Regions from separate parts of the Mus musculus genome. Here regions 1 and 3 are each linked to region 2. The links are chromatin contacts, called in public HiChIP or PLAC-seq and promoter capture Hi-C maps. All regions are on one chromosome and are shown on one strand. Each heading gives the region's core, a stretch centred on a gene start, on an enhancer-like site or on the middle of the called end of the contact. The rest is flanking DNA. Distances are from core to core; before and after follow the strand shown. Region 1 holds the start of Ccdc173 (coiled-coil domain containing 173). Region 2 holds the start of Dcaf17 (DDB1 and CUL4 associated factor 17). Region 3 holds the start of Myo3b (myosin IIIB).

The links. Promoter capture Hi-C pulls out the DNA fragments that hold promoters and counts their contacts. HiChIP or PLAC-seq counts read pairs in DNA pulled down with a chosen protein or histone mark.
Region 1: a contact with region 2 is called in a promoter capture Hi-C map of pre-B cells, with 4 times the contacts expected there. The contact joins the promoter of Ccdc173 here to the promoter of Dcaf17 in region 2. A contact is called at or near these places in 2 of 39 promoter capture datasets (liver and pre-B cells), 1 of 484 Hi-C or Micro-C datasets (B cells) and 1 of 9 other capture datasets (embryonic stem cells).
Region 3: a contact with region 2 is called in an H3K27ac HiChIP or PLAC-seq map of embryonic stem cells, with 5 times the contacts expected there. The contact joins the promoter of Myo3b here to the promoter of Dcaf17 in region 2. A contact is called at or near these places in 3 of 39 promoter capture datasets (embryonic stem cells, hippocampal neurons and liver) and 1 of 115 datasets of contacts at active chromatin or transcription factors (embryonic stem cells).

Annotation. Positions count from the first base shown.
Region 1 is chr2:69,787,392-69,791,356 of GRCm38.p6, reverse strand. Ccdc173 (coiled-coil domain containing 173) reads left to right here and starts at 1,871. Exons shown (of 9, transcript NM_001077684.1): 1 at 1,871-1,942. The coding sequence starts at 1,894. It overlaps Phospho2 (phosphatase, orphan 2), which reads right to left and starts at 1,620. Exons shown (of 4, transcript NM_028521.2): 1 at 1,401-1,620; 2 at 1,036-1,071.
Region 2 is chr2:71,054,237-71,057,949 of GRCm38.p6, reverse strand. It overlaps Dcaf17 (DDB1 and CUL4 associated factor 17), which reads right to left and starts at 2,206. Exons shown (of 14, transcript NM_001165980.1): 1 at 1,831-2,206; 2 at 1,352-1,455. The coding sequence starts at 1,956. It overlaps Mettl8 (methyltransferase like 8), which reads left to right and starts at 2,344. Exons shown (of 10, transcript NM_145524.3): 1 at 2,344-2,579.
Region 3 is chr2:70,037,231-70,041,164 of GRCm38.p6, reverse strand. It overlaps Myo3b (myosin IIIB), which reads right to left and starts at 2,039. Exons shown (of 35, transcript NM_177376.4): 1 at 2,013-2,039; 2 at 1,825-1,867. The coding sequence starts at 2,019.

The DNA of each region.
Region 1 (3,965 bases), core at 622-3,121, 1.3 Mb after region 2:
ACACACACACATACACCCCAAAGAAGTAAATAAATAAGGGGCTGGAGAGGCAGCTGAGCAGTTAAGAACATTGACTGTTTTTGTAGAAGATCCAAGTTTTGGTGGCTTATCACTACTTGTAACTGAAGCTCCAGGGGGGTCTGACAGCCCTAGTCTCTTTGGGCACCTTCAATCATGTGCACTTACTCTCACACAAACACATATACAAACATACACATAACTAAGTATAGCACGCATAAAATGGTTTATGGACAGTGGCCAGATCTTAATGAGTGGTTTAATTGTCATTTGTGGGTTTTTGTTTGTTTGTTTCTGATTTTGTTTTTAAAATATCTCAATAGTCATTTAAATTCTGTTTCCAATTAGGGTGCAAAAGAGCTTCGAGACAAAAAAAAAAAAAAAAAAAAAACAACAACAACAAAAAAAAAACCCAACCCCCCCCCCAAAAAAAAAAAACTAGTTCTAGACCAACTTGTATGGAAAAGGCACTTGCAATCGGGAGTTTCAAGTCAAATATGAGACCCTATTTGAAATATAAGACCATATGAGAACGTTACTGAGATATTTTATGAGGTTCAATACTTGTAACTAATTTGGTAAAACTCCTGATAATTTTCACTGAGAGACGTGGTCTACACAGCTTCTGCCTTCTAAGTTATATACTCTGCCCCAGTTGCTTCAAGGATAACTCTAGAGTGAACAGGTTAAAGGGCACCTGTGTTGTCCCTTGTGGTGAGGTCCCTCAGCTCAGAGTTTCTGTCCCGTGAAGGAACTTCCTGCTCACTCTGCGTTATCTTGTGGGAAGAGGGCCTTAGGAAGAGAAAGGTACAATTTGCTGGGGATGCAGCTAGCACTGTGTAATTCACCGATCTCTCGCTAGGCGTCGTGCTCCCTCACAAACTATGCAAGCGGCTGTTGGCCTACAAAGACAGTTCAATCCCTGACCTTTCCAGCCCTGCGGAGCTTTCAACTCGCTTAGCACAAGTACACAAAAGTTCCGTCTCCAGAAATTTTTATTAATCCTTCCATACTTACCAGCATTATTACAGTGGAACATCTCTGATAGAAAACCTGAGGAGAGATAGCACAACTATGCATTAGAACGTTCATTATTGAAAGTCGCACTTCCTTTAATTTAGTAATGAAATCAGCTGTACAGCGATATGTCAGGAGAGCCTCTGCTGAGATCAAGTGCCAGTCCACTTTTTGTGTCATTAGAGACTGACTGGTTCCCGAAGTACACTAATTACAAGTTATTTACCAAGCAGTTTAATGTATGTTAAAGGTATCAACGCGAATGTTCTGGGGACAACATTCAAGTTTTAATAGTCCTACGTAACAACTGACAGGGTCTCATATAGTCCTGACTATGCCTCATAAATCAAATCATTTAAAAACACCTTTTCTGTCCTTTAATCCTTGTGGCTCGGTGGTCAAAGGGCTGTCCTTCACCTCAGCCAGCGGGGCGCAGAGTAGAAGCTCGCACCCAGCCTGGGCCTCGACTCGCACACCGGCCGGTTCCAAACTAGCGCAGCGAGTGAGAAAAGCGGCAGCGGCCGAGCGGGACCGAGGGCTCCTCACTGACCCAGGCCTGGGTCGCAGCGGGCCGCCAGCATCAGCACCAGCGTCGGCCGGTTGGTTCTCGTGCCTTACGCAGCCGGTGAACTGCTAGCGCCGGCTCGCCCACTGCTCTGCACTGCGCACGCGCACACCCGGGCTTCGGGCCTCGGTTCAGCCGCGGACAGGGCTCCTTCCTGGTTCCTGGATTGGAGACTGACGTCACTTCCGGCGTGGTTGCTAAACAACCAAATGGTTTAGTTATCGCTCAGTAGCTGACTTCAGCTTGGAAGTAGTATCACCTGCTCTGGACTCGCGGGATCAGCTTTGTTAAAGATGCAGGTGCGCTTTGGACGGCGCTCCGGGCAGGCGAAGGAAAGCCAAGGTGAGCTGCCTTGGCCCGTGCCGGAGCTGGGGTTGTTGTTTCTAGAACCCCAGCATAGGGTGACAAAGTGAGGGCTTCGGTTGCCTTTTGAAATGGGCTTTAACCAAGTCGAAAGCAGTCCCAGCAAGCATCCTTGGAAGTTAGGCAGGTTGGCCTTCAGGTGAATGAGTGGAAAAAGGAAAGAGGACTAGGGGAGCGTAGCAGTAGAAAGAATAGACTAGGAGTAGAATAGGGGTAGAAAAGGCAGCAGTTAGAGCCTTACCCCAGCTGTAACTCGTCAGACACTCGGGGCACTTAAGCTTTGTAATTCGTTGAATAAATTTTGGAATGCCGTTTGGAAATGTTATTGACCTATCAAAATCTTTATAATGTTGCAGACCTGCTGAGTAATCTTTTCTAAAGCTCACGGAAAAACCTCAGTTCTTTCCACGCTAAAGTTAAAATTCTCCCCTAGTCAAATGCTTTGATAATGTAAAAAAAAAAAAAAAAATGATAATGAGGTAATTAAAGTGACCAATTAAAGTGACCTAAGATTTGATTTTTTTTCAAAGATGTGAGCAAGTAGGACTTCTAAAAACAAAGTCTTTCCACAAGTTTAATTGTTGTCATGGTAACTAATAGATTCTTGGAAATTTGAACTATCTTCACGTTTTGCTTGAGTTCTGTAGCAATAGCACCCTACCCCCACCCTGCACCCTAGGATAGACACAATCTGGTCAGTGGGAACATTAGGAAATTTGATTCATACACAAGGACATTGTAAAAGTAATTTTTATTCACCAGATGTAACTGTTGTCTTGGAGGCTTACTGCTGAATAAGCTCACCCTTTCTAGTTCTTTCTGAACTCTGGCCTCGATGGTTCAACACAGGTGTTCTGGCCCAAACTCCTCTGCAAGCTGACTGATTCAAACTGGCTTCTCTCAGCCTCTTTCTGAATTGCTCCACTTGGAAAAACTGCTGTGTATTGAGGAGAGATGCTTTCGAACAGTGGTTCTCAATCTCCCTAGTGCTGTGACCCTTTATTACATACAGTTCCTTATGTTGTGGCGACCCGCACCATAAAATTATTTTCTGTGCTACTTCATGATTATAATTGTATGAATTATGCTTAAATTATTATTATTAAATATCTGTGTTTCCCAGTGGTCTTAGGCGACCCTCATTCGACCCCCAAAGGTGCTGAGATGCACAGACTGAGAAACTGCTGCTTTAGAGGAAGCGTGCAGTCTGAAACGCTGGGGAAAGCTCACAGTGTTAAGGAAAGCATGCTAAGGAGAGAGAAGAAAAGGAGAATACACTCCTCTGATCAGTTCAGAAGAGTGAAGAGACTTAACATGTTACATGTTAACATGTTAACATGTTACATGGCTGTGCCCCATAAGGTTCTGCATTGGGGCAGGGATTCTGGGAAAGAGCATAAAGCAATAAAATCACGTATATGACAACATGAATGAATCTCAAAGTAATTCTTTTGAGTAAAATCTATAATAAAAGTAGTAGATGAGTGGTGGCCTAGTAGAGCCTAAGGAGGGATGGCAAGCAGTAAATGGGTGTGGGGACTGTTGGTGTCCTGTGGCCGTTATCTGAACTGTAATGATGGCTTTGGAGGCATATACTTATCAAATTTAATGAAATGGGTCTTATAAAAGAGCTAATTCTGCCTATCTCATTAGCATGACTCGAGGAGTTCTAGGATGGACCCTGAGAAAACGTGATTGAATCCCAACCCCACCAGCATGTTTGATCTCCACCCAGGCCGTAGACCTCACTCTCTTGATCAGGAGTTTTTCCACCAAGATCCCACAAAGTTCAATGTCTTGCCCAAGTTTACAAATGAAGGAAATCACCAAAGATTTGATCACTTCACTCTGATTTCATAAAGTCTCGTATTATCTCCCTCAGCCAATCTTAAGTTACACATTTGAGGCAATTTTCAGATACTACTATACTCCAGAAATTTCTGGAAAAAAAAGTCAGGTGAACTCTTCCTGAAAAGTATTTAAAAATTATGTTTCTTAATGC
Region 2 (3,713 bases), core at 957-3,456:
ATAGTTGAAAGTTGGGGCTCCCATGGAGACTCTACCTTGGGTATAACTACAGTGTAGAGTAACAGGGCCCTAACTACACTTTTCTTTGTAAGGTCCCGATTGGCCTTATCTTTCTTTCCTGGCCTGAGCATTCCCTCAGCTTCCTAAACTGCTCAGCTTTTTCTGTTAGGGGAGTCACTGCATTGACTCCCATGACCAGCTCCGTGGAGTCGACTTGAAGACTGCCTGGGAAAAGAAGCAGGCCATGAAACAGCCCCAAGTTCTTTCTAATAAAACTGACTTTACCTGCAACAGATGCAGAGAATTTCAAGTATGTGTGTACTCTGTCAATCACTGGAAGTTACATCCAAGGGCGAATCGAGGGACATGGGTAGATTCACCAGCACTAAAGGCTAATAAATTGTAGGTTGGGCGATTTGCCAAAGAACCAAAAAAAAAAAAAAAAAAAAAAGATACCTCCTGGAGTCAAGGCAAACCTCAAAAATCACTAGTCTCTCTGACTTCCAGTTTCTGATCCCACAAGAAAAGAACTTAGGCGTTATTAATCACTTCTGAGATAGTTCCAGCTGGTGCCCTGCAAGCATGAGGACCGGAATTTAGATCCCCAATACTCATGGTTTTCCTAGAGTTGTGGAGGTGGAGACAGGCAAATTCATAGCACTTGCTGACCAGGCTGTCTACAGGTATTCTAGCTTCCCAGTCCAGTGAAAGGAGAACCTATCTCAACAAGGTGATTTGCTCCGGAGGAACAACACCACTGAAGCTTGGCACACAGAAAAATGCCCATAATTCTTACAGATGCAAAGTGAAAGATAAAGAGCGGCAATTCCATAATCCCTTAATCCAGGTGACGGGCATGGAAGCATCAATTCACTGTGTCGTTCTCTTCAGTCTGACCTTGAATGGATGGAGGCTGGCTGTTAAATACTATTTATCTACAAATACTATACTTTTGTTTGAACATTTTTTTTCTCTTGGGAAAAAAAAAAAAGTACTTCTAAAACAAAATGCCTGTCTCCTAAGCAGCATCTAATTATTTCACAACCCATTTTCTGGACTCTGATCTTTAAATGGGTATAAAACAGCAAACTGTGCTGAGAAACGTATTATTTTGCCTGTGCTATAATTTTGTGTGAAATAAAAGTATTTACAAAGATGAAGTCCGAAACTTTAGACTTAACGAGTTTTTAAGATCACATGCATTTTCCACCTAGTTTTATTATGGACTCATTTTTTTTTTTTTTTTCATCTTCCAATTTCACTAAGTACTAAAGAAGCCACGTGGTTCTATAAAAACTAGGGTCAGGTGGATTATAGCAAAAAAAAAAAAAAATCATCACCAAGAATTTACCTGCTGACACAGCACCGGTAATTGTCAAAATATATTCTTCCTCTCTCATAGGCTATAGGTGACTTGGAATGAGTTGTCCAAACATTCTTAAATTTAGTACTCTCCTGAAAGACACAAAGAATTTCAGTTTAGGAAAGAACTCAGTCCCCTGCTATGGAACCATTTTCGGTGGGTAGTTGAAATCTACAGTTTTAAAGTACATTGTTTCTCCTTTTTTTTTTTTTTTTTTCTCCCTCTGCCCATAGATGTCGGTTTAGTTGGATGCCCAAGTTTTGAATCGATTGTTTGCAGGAAGGCAAAAGAAGCTTTTTAAAAACTACGCCAGGCGGCGGACCTGAGTACCTATTTTCTAATACCCTAATTGCGGGACACGGATGCCCCTCCCCACGTAAGACCCTCAAAGGGGTATCAGAGCGCGTAAAAAACTGCAGCCCGGCAGGAGGTTGGACCCCGGGCACCCCGACTTCGGCGGGCGTCACCTGGCACACCAGCGCCCGCAGGATGCCCAGGTTCGTCCTCTGCACCACGCCTGCGTCGCGTGCATAGAAGCCCAGAGCCCGGCGACTCAGCCTGCGGCACACATTGGCCTTCCGGGTCCGGCCCATGGAGACTAGGGGTCCGCAGGGCCCAGGAGGGGCGCGCCCCTCACTTCCGCGAGGGGTGGCAGCCGCCACCTGCGAACCTCAAAGGAAGGCTGACGCGGGACCCCGCGCTGGGGACTCGGGGCAGAGATCAAGAGGTAGCGACACACGGATTTGACGCAAAGGAACAGAATCAACGGCGCCTTCCTGGCCCTTCTTTCTGCTCTCGGGATTAACGCTGCACCTCGCGGCCCTCCGTATCCACTCCCTCTCCCGGAAATGTAGTCCCCTTGGCCTTTTCCGCCCCTATGGCTTCTTTTTCAGAACTACAATTCCCGTCAGGCAGAGCGAGGGCTGGCCTGGCCCCGCCCCACCCCTCCCTGCCCCTAGCCCGCCTCTCCTGGCCCTAATAGGCTGCGCCGTAGGGCTGCGCAGTGGGTCGGGTAGCCTTCCGGGCTGCACGCGGTAAACCTGGATAGCTTTGGTGGGTGCTGTGCAGCCACCTGGTGGTGTCGCTTCACCTGTGTGTCCCAGGAAGCAGTCCCTTTCTGCCCTGGTCGTGGGACGACTGCCAACCCCTCCTTTGGCCCTGCAAGGCTCTGGCCACGCGTCCAGAGGGGCGTTGTGGCCAGTGGGACCCTCCAAAGGTACGCCCCGTGGCTTTCCCTCAGCCGCACTTGGGACGTTGTGGATGAGGTTGACTTCAACATTTAGTTGTGTAACCACTATGCTTTTGTATGGTAATTAGTGGTGAAAGTTGCTGTTTTTCCCATCAAAGTAGGATTGAATTTCTCCTTCCCAAAGGCTCGTCCTTGTGTGGCCAGCGGGGACCCTGACTGGTTTTGTGGTAATTGCTGTGTTTTCTTCCTCCTTCCATTTTTCCCCCTTATAGGGAATAAAATATGAAATGTTTGCATTCTTATTGAACTGCCTAAGATAATCCAGGTTGACTTCTCTAAGTAAAAAATAACATTCTCTGTGAACTAGCTCAGCCTGCGTGTTCAAAATTACTAACATACTAAAAATTTCCGTAACTGTATACCAAATGCGACCCGTAACCTCATTGTAAACCCCTTTAGTGTGGTGTCTGCATCTCCCACATAGACTTAATAGACTTGGCATGCCACTCCGTGATCTTAAGTGCTTAAAGAAAAAGTCAGTAAGCACACCAGCTTTCTGATCGACAGAAGTACAGTACAGGATGGATGTGCTGGATCAAACGTTAGCCGTTTCATTTTGTTGTTTTAAATGGAAAACTCTTATACCCTTGATGCATTTCCTTCGGGGTCTGGCTTTTTTGTTTGTTTGTTTGGTTGTTTTGTTGGAGGTTTTTTTTTTCCCCCCCTGATATTTCATGACCTGCTTATAGCATACGGTGGAGTGAGTGCTTTGTATATTTTTAGAAAGCTCCACAATAGTTAATTTGGTCATTCATGAATGCAGCTGTCACTGAAATGCTGGAACCCAGAAAAATATAGCTGGATTTTCTTTGGCTGAAGCGAAATGCAAATCATTGCTGAATTGCACTCATCATTTCCTTTTTGTCTTTCTTGTCGCAGCTCTTGTCTTTCTGTGCTCTCCCACCATGGCTGAGCTTTGGTTTCTGTGCTTGTTTTTCACATGACTTCTAAGATGCCACTATGCTCCACTATTACCACAAAAACAGTAGCAAGTAGTGGGCATATTGTGATCATACCTTCCGCGCATTCACTTTAACATATTAAGTCCCAACAACTGGATGCAGACCACCCATTCAGACATGAGGGCCATGCCCCTCACTT
Region 3 (3,934 bases), core at 790-3,289, 1.0 Mb after region 2:
GATTTAGGCTGCTCTCAATTTTGGAGAGAAAGTTTCCCTTTTTATTTCATGGTAGTTAATATAGAAACTCATACCTTGTTAAAGTACTAAGTATAAATAACTCTTAGTGCCCACCTGTATCAGCCTCGCCTTCCAAGTCTCAGAAAACTTTACACATTCATAAGGGAATGCAGGAGCCAGCAGATGGAGAGGCAAGCTGTGAGCTGCTGACATCCACAGAGGATATCATCTATATACACTGTCTGTATCATACACACCAACTCGCAGCAGTCAAAATTCCAGCATGACCTGAGGAGGGGGACCTGAGACCCCACTGCTATCAAAAGAGCATTGATGGCAGTTGGTGGGGGCTGAGAGAGGGAAAATCACTCTGGATGGCCACACACCATTAATTGGACTTGGGAGTTATTGATAACAAAAGAAAAAGGGCGTGGCACTGGAAGAGACATGGGGGCTCAGAAGGGAGTAGTGGTAGAGGAATGTGGTAAGCATACATTGTATAAAGGCATGGGATTTTCAAAGAATAAAAAATATTTATTATTATTATTATTAATTAATTAATTTTAAGAAGCTTCCCGACTACGTGGCATGAAGACGCCCTCCCTCATCTTCTTTCTTCTGGGGATGACTGTAGCCAGCATAATGTCATAAGGCCACCCAAAAGCAGATATTATAATAAGAATAAGGAGATCCACAGGTCTCTCCCTTCACTACCCTAACAGCGCTCTCACCATGACCATCTTAAAGATGTGACCCACCCTCCACAAGCCTGTTGTTCCTCGGCCTTGGTGGAACAGGAAGTGGGGAAGGTGGGGATGGGTGCTATATAGCCTATAGCAATCAGAAAGGAGACTTCCATCCTTTCCCTATGCTTGGGATATGTCATGGGACTCATTGCAGGCCAAACATTTTGTGCTACAGAGCAAAACTCTGCATTATCTCATCTGAGCACCCAGAGAAGCGCATGAGCGCCCAAGGTCTAAGCAACAGGAGTCGAGCTCAGCAGAGGTTTGACTGTGGCTCTCTTGAACACGGCCTCTCAGTATCACTCAGGGAGGATGATTGCAAACAGCCTTGAAGAACAGAAACTTGGAAATTTCTGAGTCTGACAGCAGCAGGGCTGAGCCATTACGGAACACACCAGCCCTTGGGAGGCAGAAGCAGAGGGTGGAAGGTTTGAGACCAGCCTGAACTATATAGTAAGTTCCTTGCTAGCCTGAGCCACATAGATCTGTCTCAACGAGATCTGATAGAAAAGGGACTGGGAGGTTAGTGTCAAGAAGAGCACTTGCCTAGCAGTCACAAGACCCTGGGTTCAATCCCCAGTGTTTCATTTTCCCCTATGCATGCGCGCCAACACACACACACACACACACACACACACACACACACACACACACACATGGGCGGTTAGGGGTAAAGAACAAACTGTTTACCCAGAAATCTAGTTAGATGGCAAATGATTTTACAGGCTTAGTACTCACATGGAATTGCATTAAAATTCCTAGCTGTTGCTTAATTTTTTTTTAAACAAGAACGCATCAAATAAAAAGGGGGGGGGCTAAATACACAGGGAGTCATTTTCAATCACATTTAAATCAAATATACTGAACCTCACTAATTTTAACTCTTAATTTTAATAGTTGACATGATTTTGGTCTGCGTGTGTGTGTGTGTGTGTGTGTGTGTGTGTGTGTGTGAAATTTCTTTAGGATAAAAACAAATAAAGCAAAAGCAGAAAGGCTCCCCTGTGCCCTGCACATCTGATGGCTTCAGCCTGGTTCTCCCGAGTGCAGGAAGGAAGAGTTAGCCATTCTTTCTTACCCGGTTTTGTCTCCTGTGTGCTCACCGCTCACCTCCGAGGCTGCTGCAGGGGACAAACAAAAGCAGCATCAGGACAGACACCTGACACCGGAGCCCTTGACTGGTGTCAACCCACTGGGGTCTCCCGGGACACCAGGGTCTGGCATTCGTTTTCATTCCATTCCTGGCCAGAGCAGGAAGTGCCTTACCTGCCATTGTTCAAGCGGCCCAGAGATGGGACTAAACCCAGGGCAGGGAAGCCCTGCTCCCAAGCACGAGGATGAAAAGAGATGAATAATGAATAAGTCGCCAGAACTTGAGGCCGCTGGGAAGCAGGAGGCCTGGTAAAGAGGGAGAGAATGTTAGCGGGTCCTTCCTAAGGGAGCTCAGAGGGAGGAGGCCCAGGCTCTGTGCTGAAGCTGAGGCGCTACAACAAGCACCAACTCTGGATGGGAACCAGGCGTTAGAGTCCCAAAGATCCCAAGGGGCCACTTGTACCTGCTTGACCTGCTATGGATGTTGGGGCATCCATCAATGCCCCTCCCTGTGCTATTGGCTCAGTTCCTGGGAAAGCTTATTTTCAAAAGCATTTACTGTTGTAAGTGCAATTGCTCAACAAACCCTGTGGGTTTGCCCACATATCCTTCACGCAATGGGTATCTATGAAGCCCCTCTCTGTGCTGTCACTGGAACTGAGAAGAAGGGGGTGGGGGAGGCCTGAAATGTCTCCAGACAGAGAGTCCTAGTCATAAGCTAAGCACCTATGTTGGTGGCCTGCTCGTGGCTTAGCAGCCCAGGTTTCTCTTGAGAATACAAACTCACCTCCAGGAATTCATATCCAACATTCATCATTTATGTCCAAAGCCAGAATCCAAGCCAGCTATCTTCATGGCCCTGTCTGTCGTGACTAAGGGCATCCCTGGGTTTCGTTCAGCTTGGGTCTTTCTTGAAATCATATTTCTGAGTTAAGAGTCTATTTGGAAACAGAACTCAGGCAGTGATTCTAACAGAGATATTCATATTCCTTACTAAGCCCTGGGTGTCTGAACAACAAATGGGGAATTCTAAGGCATCCACTGCAAAAGACAGCCTCCGCCTAGCACTGGGTGAACCAAAGACTGGGGGGTTGTTTTACTTATCACAGGGTCCTGTTCTGTAACAAGGGCACTAGGTGCCCCATACTGGCCTTGAATTTGTGGTCAGTCCTCCTGGCTCAGTAATCCCAAGTACTGGGATTACTGGCACAATCCTCTAGACCTTGCTAATTTATTATTATTATTATTATCATCATCATCATTATTATTGTTATTATTATTATTTCTGATATTCTTAAGGTAGGTACCACAGAGCTTTACCTAACCTCTGAGAAGAGCTACAGCCAGCAAGTGCTAGCCCTTTAGGGACCCTTTGAGGCAGGTTCTAGAAGTATAGAGAAAGCTGGAACTTGCAGCCAGTAGTATGGCTGACATTATTTCATTAGCACACTTTGTTAACATATATTATGTTATGATATATGTTATATATTATGGAGCCTATTCATATCCCATGTTGCCATAGTAATCATGACCATAATATTATCCATCTTGATCCTTAGTGGAACCAGTCAACTTCCTCTTCCTATGTCTGTTCCATTTTCCCAGGACCTGAAGTTCCTCTGGTCCCCATCCTCTGGTTGCTGCTCTGTTTCCTGTGTGGTCCGTGTTTCCTCTCTTCCCATCTTTTCTGTAAAGCTCTTCTATCGGGTTCATCCTAAGCCCAAACTAGCGCTCACTGTGCATGGAGAAGAGTCCAGGGAACAGAGGACATCGCCATCACTGTTAATCTTGCCCACCAACTTGGTTAGATTGAGAAGCACCATGTTTTTGTCTATGAGTGGTCTCTGAGTGTTTTTTTTTTTTTAAGATGAATTTACCCTGGATGTGGACAGCGCCATCTGGTGGTCGGGTCCTGGATAGACTAAAAGGAGGGAACCAGCCAGTGGCCGGTCCCCCTCCTTCACAACTACCGTGGTGTGAGCAAGCTCTTGACTCTGCCGCAGTGCTATGCTGTGGTGAACAGAGACCTCTGAGACTGTCAGGCTCTACAAATCCTTCTCAAGTTGCTTCTACCAGGCATGCGGTCACAGCAACAA